2 separate regions of the Gossypium arboreum genome follow, and region 1 is linked to region 2. A link is a contact called in public Hi-C data. All regions are on one chromosome and are shown on one strand. The core of a region is the stretch at or near the end of the contact, and the rest is flanking DNA. Distances in the headings are between cores, read along the strand shown.

Region 1 (5,522 bases), core at 807-3,306, 96 kb after region 2:
TCTTGGACAACTCAAACTATCATAAACCCAATCAAATTAATGCCACTTGATATAAGAGAAGCATATAAATGATGTGCACATGTTAAAAACATTATTATGCACACTTGCTTCAACTAGTAGTATGGTAGTAACCTTTCCACCTAGTATGATATCTACACAAATTGTAAAACTAATAAAAGTGATGCATTTAAATTCAATTATGAGGTAATATTGATTATAGTAAATAAATATTATTATAACACATATATTACTAAAATATTTGATTCAATATCAATAGATAATCGTATTGCTACAATATTGTTCTTCTAGTAAGTTGTATGGTCATGATACTTAGGCCACCTATTAAAATATGAAATGATAGTACTTAATCATTTAGAATATAATTAATTTATAACATATGTAGCGAATTTTATGTTCTAACAAGAGAGAAACTAAGATTTTGAAAAGGCATAGACGCGCAATCCATGATATTTGACATCTCTCATGATTATAAAATCATAAAGGAGCTAGTTTCTTTATTGTTCCCCACTTTACATGCATTACATAATGCCTTCTATATAGGCATGTCAAAACAACAGACCCTCAACTGTACGTATTCGTCATTCTAAAATTATATAATAATGGGAGATATATGGTATAAACTAAGTTGTCAGATTATTCTGACATCAGCACACCTCTAATCAAGTGAAAAATGTAAGTTCTAGCATGATGTTCAATATCTTCAAGTGCTGGATTCATTGGGAGATGCTTAAATCATCTATTTTACCATGTGACCTTAACTCAAAGTCTAAAGAAATCAGACTTATGGTTAGTAATGTCACATCTTCTAACGTTATTGTTACTTTTTATATAAGAGATAAAATGTATGAGTCTCGGGTCTCCATTAGTCAATCAGAGAGAGATGAATGTCGAAATGGACATAACTTTCCAAAGCTATCATTATTGAAATCAATGGCTATTAGGTGATGAATGATTCTACTATCAAGTGGATTTACTCCCATATTACTATGACAATGAACTATTAGAGAATCCTCCATTATTGTAAAATTTTGAGTGACATATCATTTTATGATTGAAAACATTTATTTAGAAAATCTTAAGTATGTATCATAGTATAAAATGTATAAAACGAATATTTTGGGTTTTCTAAAAGAAACTAATGAGTTGGATGGAATATTTATAGATTTTAAGGTTAGGTTCATTTAGAAGTTTTTTAAAGAGGTGGTGAGGTGTATTCAAAGTTTCGTTTCTCTTTTCAAATAATCGGATATAGATTACTATTTACATATTTAAAAAAACCATGAAGACCTTGAAACCTACGGATGTCAAGTTCTATTTAAGTGTTATCCACGTCCTTACAAAATTACATTATATTATTATAGTTTAAAACTTAAATAATTTATGGTGAACTTCATATCTATAGGTACCTTTTTAATCATTTCATAATGATTGCCTTGATTCTAATGGGATGCAAAAAGCTTGATGGCACATTACATATTACAAAACTCAAACCCTAAAAACACATTTTGAGAATTAACTTTTGAAGAAACCTATTTTAAGATTTAATTCGGGATAAGGCAACATTTAGTCATTAAACTTAGCAACTTTTCTCACCTTAATCCATAAATTTATTTTTGTCCACATTAGTTTTTAACTTGGAAAATTTCCCAATTTGGTCCCTAAAGTTGGATTCAATTAAGGTATGTCAACGTGACACTTTGAGATTATTCCACGTCGCTACTTGGATTTTTTTATTTTTTAATTATATATATTTAAAATTTTCAAGTGATGATATAGTACAATCTAAGAGTGTCATGTCATCACACCTTGGGATCAAATTGAAAAAAAGTTACCAAGTTCTGGGACTAATGTGGACCAAAAATAGTTTAAGGACCAAGTTGTAAGAATAGTTAAATTTAGGGACTAAAAATTGTTTTATCCCTTTTAATTAAATATTTTACAATATTTAAGTGGAAAACCCTAACTAAAGTATACGTGTCATGGGTCACTCGCCGAGATTTTCTATTATTTATTTATTTATGTCTTCTTCTTTTTACTATTTATCTTTATTTTCTAATTTTTTTCCCGTTACTACCATCATTCTGTTTTCTCTTTCTTTCTTCTCACTGTCTGTTGGAGCTAAACAGTATTGAAAGGCCCAATCCCAGAGGGAAAGGGGAAAACCAAATTAAACAAAAACTAATTTCTCTTACATTTTATTTTTTATTTTATAATTTTATAATTTATTAATTTTCTCTGACTGAAGCTACTAATATGAGCAGAGCGCTCCTCTCATGCCACTACCGGTTATGAATCCCAACGTGGAGCCACCACTTCCTGGGTTAGCACCGCCGCCACAACCGCCTCAGCCTCACCGTCCTTCTACCTCCTGTGACCGCCATCCTCAAGAGCATTTTACTGGCTTTTGCCCCTCATGCCTCTACGAACGTCTCGCTGTTCTCGAGCCTTCGTCTTCTTCTGCTTCTTCTTCTTCTCGGAAACCTCCCATCGCCGCCAGTACTTCAACCGCCACCGCTGCACTTAAAGCCATTTTCAAGCCTTCCGGAGGAGGTGGCACACAGTCCGGGTTTTTTCCCGAGCTCCGGCGAACAAAGTCCTTTTCGGCCTCGAAAAACGAGGGTTTCTCTGGTGTTTTTGAGCCCCAGAGGAAATCTTGTGACGTTAGGGCTCGAAACACCCTTTGGTCACTCTTTTATCAAGAAGCAACTGCAAACGGGAGGTCTTCTGAAGTTGCTGAAGCTGAAGCTCGAAATTTGGCTTCTTCGACTGTTGGTCAAGGTCCTGTTTTTGAAAGCAAAGAAGAAGACCAAACTGAGAGTGAAACCGATCACAATGACGACATAGTGATCGTAGAAGAACAACCGCCCAATGTGGCTGCTTCTGCTACGAATTTGATAGAAGAGAAAGTTGAAGAAATTGTGGAAGAATACGAAAAGGAACTGTGCCAAGAAGAGGAGCTGAAGCCCATGAAGGATCATATAGATCTTGATTCGCAAACAAAGAACGCTTCTGGACGAGATCTCAAAGAGATTGCTGGGAGTTTCTGGTCAGCTGCTTCAGTCTTCAGCAAGAAATTACAAAAATGGAGGCAAAAACAAAAACTTAAAAAGAGGGGAAATGGATGTGGGTCAGCGAGATTGCCAGTGGAGAAGCCCATAGGCAGACAATACAGAGAAACCCAGTCAGAAATTGCGGATTATGGGTTCGGGAGAAGGTCTTGTGATACAGACCCAAGGTTTTCCCTTGATGCTGGGAGGATGTCATTTGATGCACCAAGGATGTCTTTTGATGCAGCAAGAATGTCATGTGATGATCCCAGATATTCTTTTGATGAACCAAGAGCTTCCTGCGATGGATATCTGATGGGGAGAATGTTCCCAAGAATGCCCACAATGGTTTCCGTTGCGGAAGATGCTCCAGTTCATCATGTTATGAGGTCTGATACTCAGATCCCTGTGGAGGACCCGACGGCTATGAATTCTGTTACTGAGGAGGATGAATCGCTTCCTGGAGGGTCAGCTCAAACAAGGGATTATTATTCTGATTCTAGGAGAAGAAAAAGTCTTGACAGGTCCAGTTCTAGTAGGAAGACTGCTGCAGCTATAGTGGCTGAAATGGAGGAAATGAGGTCGGTTTCTAGTACAAAGGTTTCCCCTGCAACTGTTGATTACACCCATGGACCTAAGCCTGTCATTCCTGATAGGGATTCCAGGGATTCAAATTCTTTGAGGGATGATTATTCAGACACTTTTGAGATTGGCTTCAAAGATAATGCATCTGTGATTGGGAATGGGGAACAGAAAGAGTCATCTAAGAAGTCACGGAGGTGGAGTAAAGCTTGGAACATTTGGGGCTTTATTAACAGGAAGAGTGTTAACAAAGATGAGGATGAAGATAGGTATTCTAGAGCTAACGGTGTGGAGAGGTCATATTCAGAATCTTGGCCTGAGTTGAGAGGGGAAAGGAATGGAGATGTGAGAGGAGGTTTTAATCCAAAGGTAATGAGGAGCAATAGCAGCGTAAGCTGGAGGAATTCTAGCAGTTTCGGTGCAGGATCATTTAGTGGTGCAAGGAAGAACTATGTTGAGTCAAATGGGCATAGCAAGAAGAAAAAAGATGATTTTGTGTTAGAAAGGAACAGGAGTGCAAGATATTCACCAAATCACTTTGATAATGGACTGTTAAGGTTCTACATGGCACCGATGAGCGCGAGCCGGAGAGGTGGGTCAGGCAAAACCAGGGCAAGCAATGCACATTCTATTGCAAGGACCTTACTAAGGTTGTACTGAATTTTAGATTCATAAGTTGTTTTTATTTGGTTTAATGTTAATTTTGCTGCACTTGTTATGTAACCAAACATGCCTCTGTATTTTGGTGGTTGGTTAGATTAAAACAAAAGCATTTCTTGAACATTTTTAGCCTTCACTGTTGAAATAACAATATGTTTTCTTGTTTCTAGTCACATTTTCTTCAACATTTTGAGTCTTCCCTTTCTTCTGTTCTGTTTTTACCAGAAAAGGCTTGAACATAGAGAATGCAGATAAGCTGTGTTTATGTTATTTCTTTGTCTCACCTAGAGTTGAGTGATAGCTGGTTGGTGAAGTATGTTACTCATGGCATTTGGCATGTTGGGAACTGATGTGGAAGTGGGCATGCATGCATGCATGCTCCCTTGAAGTTGCTATTTGTCATGTAGTGTTGTTCCACTTCCATGAGTTTTGAATCTTATTGTTCGCTTTACTGGGCTGGCCTACTTTCAAACTTTATTGTTATTAAAATCTGGAAATTTTGTACAATTGGACTCCAAAGCATTGTAATTTCATATCATCTTCTCCAATTCTCATTTATGACATGACTCATGAATCAGTCCATACAGGACAAGAATCAAACAAATTTCATGCAAGCCTTGTTTGTAACTATGAAATGAGTTTTTATGAGATGGATCCTAAGCATGAAATTGCTCCATCTGGGTCTTATGTTAGCATTGGGATCTTCCAAGTTCATGTGGTTTAACTAGTTTGATTCACAAGATCATCTGATAAAGGTTTTCTTTTCTATGAAATATTCTTCGGTTTTTGATCTTCTGCTAGTGGTAGTGCCTAGTTAGTACTCAACTGGCTGGGTCTTGTTGGGGTTTTAATGGCTAGTTGCTTAGGAACTGCAGGTTTGATTCAATGTAGACCGTCTGATTATCTTAATTATTTTACATGCTATGAAAGAAGTATGAATGTTAGGCAGGCTGGCAACATGGTTAAACTCTTTGTGAATAAGAAAAGAATAGTGCATGAATGATCCAATAAATGTTGAAGCAAAACAGAAATGAAAGGAAGCAATGATTATTTCCCCCATTAACAAGGTTGATCTTTGGTAAAGGAATCTAACTTAACAACATTTTCAGTCAAAAGAGCTGGAAATCATGCTTTCTCCTTTCTCTAAACATGTAAAAAAGCTTCATAATCATCAAGTTTTAGCCTCTAAAGTCAAAAGGTGACTAGGAAAAG
Region 2 (5,203 bases), core at 1,053-3,552:
CTGCCAGTATCCTACTGCTTCTGCCAATTGGGTTTAACCCATTCCAGAAATCCTACCGCCTCTGCCGATTGGGTTTAACCCATTCCAGAAACTATCTTGGAAGTATGATTTTTATTTAATAAATCATCTTTTCTATTCTTTTAGAAAAAAACTATAATGATATATACAAATGATTACAAAATAAAATGTGAACAATGGGTTTTCTCGGAAAGGCATGTTGGGTCCAAATTGGAGGATTTTCCCCCCTTAAAGTGGGTCTATAATTCATTTATATTTTATAACCATTTTTAAAAAAGGAGGATTGGGAAAATAAAAAAGACACTAATCTGTATGTGCTGTGTGTTACGTGTGGGTCCAATGGACTCAATTATAGTCCTTTTTGCCACTCATAATTCTTTGGTAATGATGAAGAGCTTACCTTTTTCTCTTTTATCTACAGTACAAGACATGTATTTGCATCTGAATTGCTCTTTACAGCTTAATTATTTTCCTGGAAAAATGTTCCAAACAGAAGTATATCGGGAGGAGAATATATGGTTTGTGCAACTACGGCCAATAATGATCTTAGTCCTATAATAAGACACCATTATTGAAGAAAAAAAAAAAAGCTTGTGGAATCCATAATTCTGATGCATGTTTTACAGTAAAACCTGTTCCCCATTTATAGCAGAATCATTAATCGGTGGATGAATAGATTATAATGAATTTATAATGTTAAAAGGACATGCAAAACATGAACATAAATCATGATAATTTCCATTAATAAGGTTACATTAATTGCCCTACCATGGTGTGTCAAAGGTCCTGTTATTATCATTGCAAATATTGGGTATAATTTTATATTATTACTAGAGATTCTAAATGCTGATAAAGATTTGAATTTTCTTCTTCTTTTTCCATTGATTAAAAAAAAATAAGAAAAGTGGAAATTTAAAAAGAAACAAAAGAAAGCTCATTCTCATTCTAACTGTAAAAAAAAGCTTGAGAGAAGAAAAACACAAGACTGCAAGAGTCTGAGTCTGATTACCGAATCTTCAGTTGTTCACTAAACAACAGCAAAATAAACTTAAAAAATTGCCCCCCCAATCCAAAAGCTCTTAAAACTCCTAATCTTTGTTTGCATGCCTGAAAAGTAGCCTCACCTGCTTTCCATGTCATCAGCTTTCACCACGTAAATACTGTTTATTTTTTTTCAGATGTGAACCCCTCTAATACGTTTGGCCTCCGACTCCATGGACACAAGAGAAGACCATGCAGCTTAACTTTAGCTTTGTGTCTACGCTTATATCTACCTATTCTTTTTTCAAATTATCAATTTTGTTTCATTTTATTTTTCAAGAATATCACATTAAATAAAATATATCAACATATCAATTGAGCTGACATCGATATTATTGCTTATACAAAAGGATATGAATTGGTGCACTGAAATAAATTATTCTCTTATTAAAAATTAGGAAAGAATTTTAGATAGTTTTATGTATTGTATAAAAAAATTAGAAATTATAATGCTACACTCAGAAAAAAAAAATTGGAGTAAAAATAACTGATAATTTAAACACTTTTATTTAAAAAGGACCTACTTTAGAAGCTAATTTTACATGTAATCTTTGTGTTTACAGTTTACTTATCAAGATCAGTAATTCTCATGCATATTTTTTTTCCTTAAACATGGTGGACCCCAATTCTTAAAATTATTTTATAAATTAACCGAACTAAATTACAATTTTAAATAAATAACTCTCCGAAGTTGCAATATATATGGTGAAGCGAATGTCAATAATCTCATGCTTTGCAACTTTATTTTTGAACAAACTTGCACATGTAAACTACAAATTGAGCAATAAAGTTTGAATTATGATATTCGAGGTGGCAACAAAAAAAAGTTTAATCATTACTCCCTTAAACTGTTTGCCTAAATTGTAATTGCTGATACTACCAAATCAAGACTAGAATCTTCATTTCAGACAAAATTTGGATAATTTGATAATTTATCCACATACATACATATATATGATTGATTGGAGAGAAAACAGACATCGCTTATAGTGGATTGTTGTGTTTTTCAACTAAAGGTTTTATTTAAAAAATTATATTTAATTTTTAATATGATATTAAGTAAATTTCTTTAAATATATTTAAAAACTTCATATAAAATACATACATATATATTATTTAATTTTGTAGTTCAAATAAGAAAATCCAATACTGGGCATGTAAGAGCTTTGGTGGGGACTGATCAAATAAGTTGGAGGACTGAAAATTGGCACAATACCAGATGGATATTGATGAAAAGCAAAATTTGAAAACAATGGGTGAATGTTCCCATAGTGGAGCAAGGATAGGGAATTTGGGATGATGGAAGCCTGGGCCACTGCCTACACAATTGGAATTTTTGTCCCAAATCTGTGTTTTTCCCACAGACCTTGCATACATTTACACATCCACTTTATAAATTGTATATATAATGTCTAGATAATCAACCGATACAAACAAAACTCAAGAAAGACAAAGCCTTAAATAATTCTATCTATGATACATCTATCTATTCATTGGAATAAAAAAAGGGAAAGTAAAGGTGGAGGGGACAACGGATGATCCCTTTATTCCTCGCTTGATTTAGAAAGAAAATACTCTCGCTTATAAGTTCGCCACAGGCCCCCACAATCGCTCTCACTCTCGCGTCCATATAAATTTAAGGTTAAGTTGTAATTTTGAAATATATATTTTAGATTTTTTAAAAAAATTTAGTTATTCTATTAACTTGATAATTTTTTTTTTCATAGTGTTAAATGTTACTATATTAATAAGGGTGTAGTTAAAGGATTGGCAAGGTCCCAGCCTCCTAAAATGTAAAAAAACTTCTATTTAGACTTTTTAAAAGTTTTTAAATTTTAAATTAATAAAAATAAAATTATATTTTGACCTCATTAAAAATGATAAAAATTAATTTGATCCTTTAAAATTATAAATATATAAACTATTAAAATAGTGAAATTATATTTTATTATTATAAAATTATAATTTAGCTTCGCCCCTAAAAAGTTTCTGGTTTTATCCTTGTATACCAACAAAATTAAAAAAATTTAAATGTAGAAACAATTAAATCTAAATTTTTAATTTTAAAAATTAATAAACTAAATTTTTGAAAATAAAAGTATAATTAAAGTTGAAACGTAGTAAAATACAAAGACTTGGAACATTTCAAACCTAAATTCAAAATTTAAAAGCATAATTGATATATTAGATATGTCATATTCAAATAGGATGAAAATAATTATGTCTAATTGAATTAAAGGCTCTTAAATTAATTTTTTGGTCGAATTAGATATCTTAACTTTTTTCTATAACCAATATTAGTTCTTAATATTACATCCATTAAAAAGAGTTAAAACCAATCGAGAAGCACCACGTTACCACGACATTAAAATCTAATTAATTAAAAAACTTATAATAATATTTATATTAATGTTAAATAAAAATATTCCTCCCCTCTCCCCCTTTCCATCTTCTCCCTTTCAAAGTCCCCTTCCCCCTCCCCTCTGTTTTTTTGCTATACTTTTTACATAATATTCTGGGAGTTGGATCGGAATTTATTAAATAAGAAGCCACACAAAAAGCCTGAGAAAATTCCATTTTCTCTTTGATTCCTGGTCAGTCCTTTTCTCGGTCTACTTTTCTAGAGTTCCAAATAGAGGAATAAAAACTTGAGAAGATGTAGAGAGAGGGAGGGGGGACAGTGGGAGGGAGAAGATGGAAAGGGGAGAGGAATGCGGGTGGGGAGGTATTGATTTTATTTTATTTAATATTAATATAAATAAAATTTAAATAAATGAGGTGTTGAAGATTTTATAAAATATATATATTTATAAAAGATTTATTATCAATTCGAATATAGGTAGAGTTGTGAAGATTTTATATATAATATTTCATTAATTTCGGGTTTGATATTATTTTTAATTATTTTATCTAAAGGTTTTATAAAAATATTAAAAGATAAAAATAACATTATAATATAATTTATTATTTTTAAAATAGTTTTAAGTAATTTTCTAAGTTGTTGTTCTACTAATTTATGACACTAATTCATCAAAAAATTTACAAATTCAATAATTACTAATTAGTTTGTATCCTAATGTGATGATGCATAAGTTGAATGTATATTATTGAATTGTTATTTAAAAAAAAATTGATTAAAGAAAATTGCAGCATATATCGTAATCTATGATAAATGATCATAAATTAAAAGCCACTAATGAAATTGTGAAATGCATTTTGAGAAGTAGGATTGAATAAAAAAACATATATTTTTAAGTTTTCCATCTACAATATATATATTATTTGCCTTGTGCTTTTATTTTATAATAATTCTTGATTCGGTCTTTATTTGATTTTATATAATATTTTATAATATTTAGTACAGCACAAATAAAATATGATATATCATATTGACTAAACTACACAATAAATTGAGTATTTGTTAAATTAAAAAAATTGAAATAGCATCACAATAAAAAATTAAAATTAAAATTAAAACTAAAGTTATCTTTAAATTTAAAATAAAATTAAAAATATATCATAGAAAATAAGTTAAATATAATGATGTAAATAAAACAATATATTAAAACAAAATTACTTCTCTTTTATCTATTCTCATGTATAGTTTCATAAGCAATTGAGCTTTTAATGGTTATGACTCCTCTCTTTTCTTTTAAAATCTAATTGTAATTATTTCCATATTTAGAAGGAAGGGAAAAAGTAATTTGAATTTAAGGGTTTATGGGAATTAATTTGTTCATGGTAACAATTTTATTCAAAAATAAAAAAAATTAATCAAATTGATTTGAAGGGTTTAATTAATTTTTCTCCAAACTGCTATTTTGACCTAAAATTAAGATGATTTCATTGTAACCGTAAAAGCTAAAAGCTAAAAATATGTTAGTTTATAGTATATATGAAACATTACATGTGGCAAAAATTAATTTAAAAATATATATTAGGGATTATTTTCATATAAAATCCTTTTATATAAAATTGTTGTCATATTAAAATTATTATACTCACATTATTATAATTACAAAATATTATATAATTTCCAGTTTTTATTCTAATCAAATAAAATTTAAATTCTAATTTAGATATATTTTCTTGTAATCAATGTTTAGATAAAATATAGTAGGGATTATCATCTTATAAAACCGCT

Evidence for each region. A called contact is a pair of places that touch in the nucleus more often than the background predicts.
Region 1: a Hi-C map of leaf shows a contact between it and region 2, with 2.4 times the contacts expected there. The contact joins the promoter of LOC108457757 here to the enhancer-like site in region 2. A contact is called at or near these places in 2 of 5 Hi-C or Micro-C datasets (both in leaf).

What each region holds. Positions count from the first base shown.
Region 1 is chr4:108,104,631-108,110,152 of ASM2569848v2, forward strand. LOC108457757 (protein OCTOPUS-like) reads left to right here and starts at 2,057. Exons shown (of 1, transcript XM_017756886.2): 1 at 2,057-4,479. The coding sequence starts at 2,295. The coding sequence ends at 4,310.
Region 2 is chr4:108,008,624-108,013,826 of ASM2569848v2, forward strand. No RefSeq gene overlaps it. Among protein-coding and RNA genes, the nearest start is that of LOC108459002, 27 kb to the right of the region's middle. Within about 2 kb of position 2,303, at least 1 of the 2 cell types and tissues checked has an H3K27ac peak or open chromatin away from gene starts, as enhancers often do. A contact at or near this core is called in leaf, where this site is marked.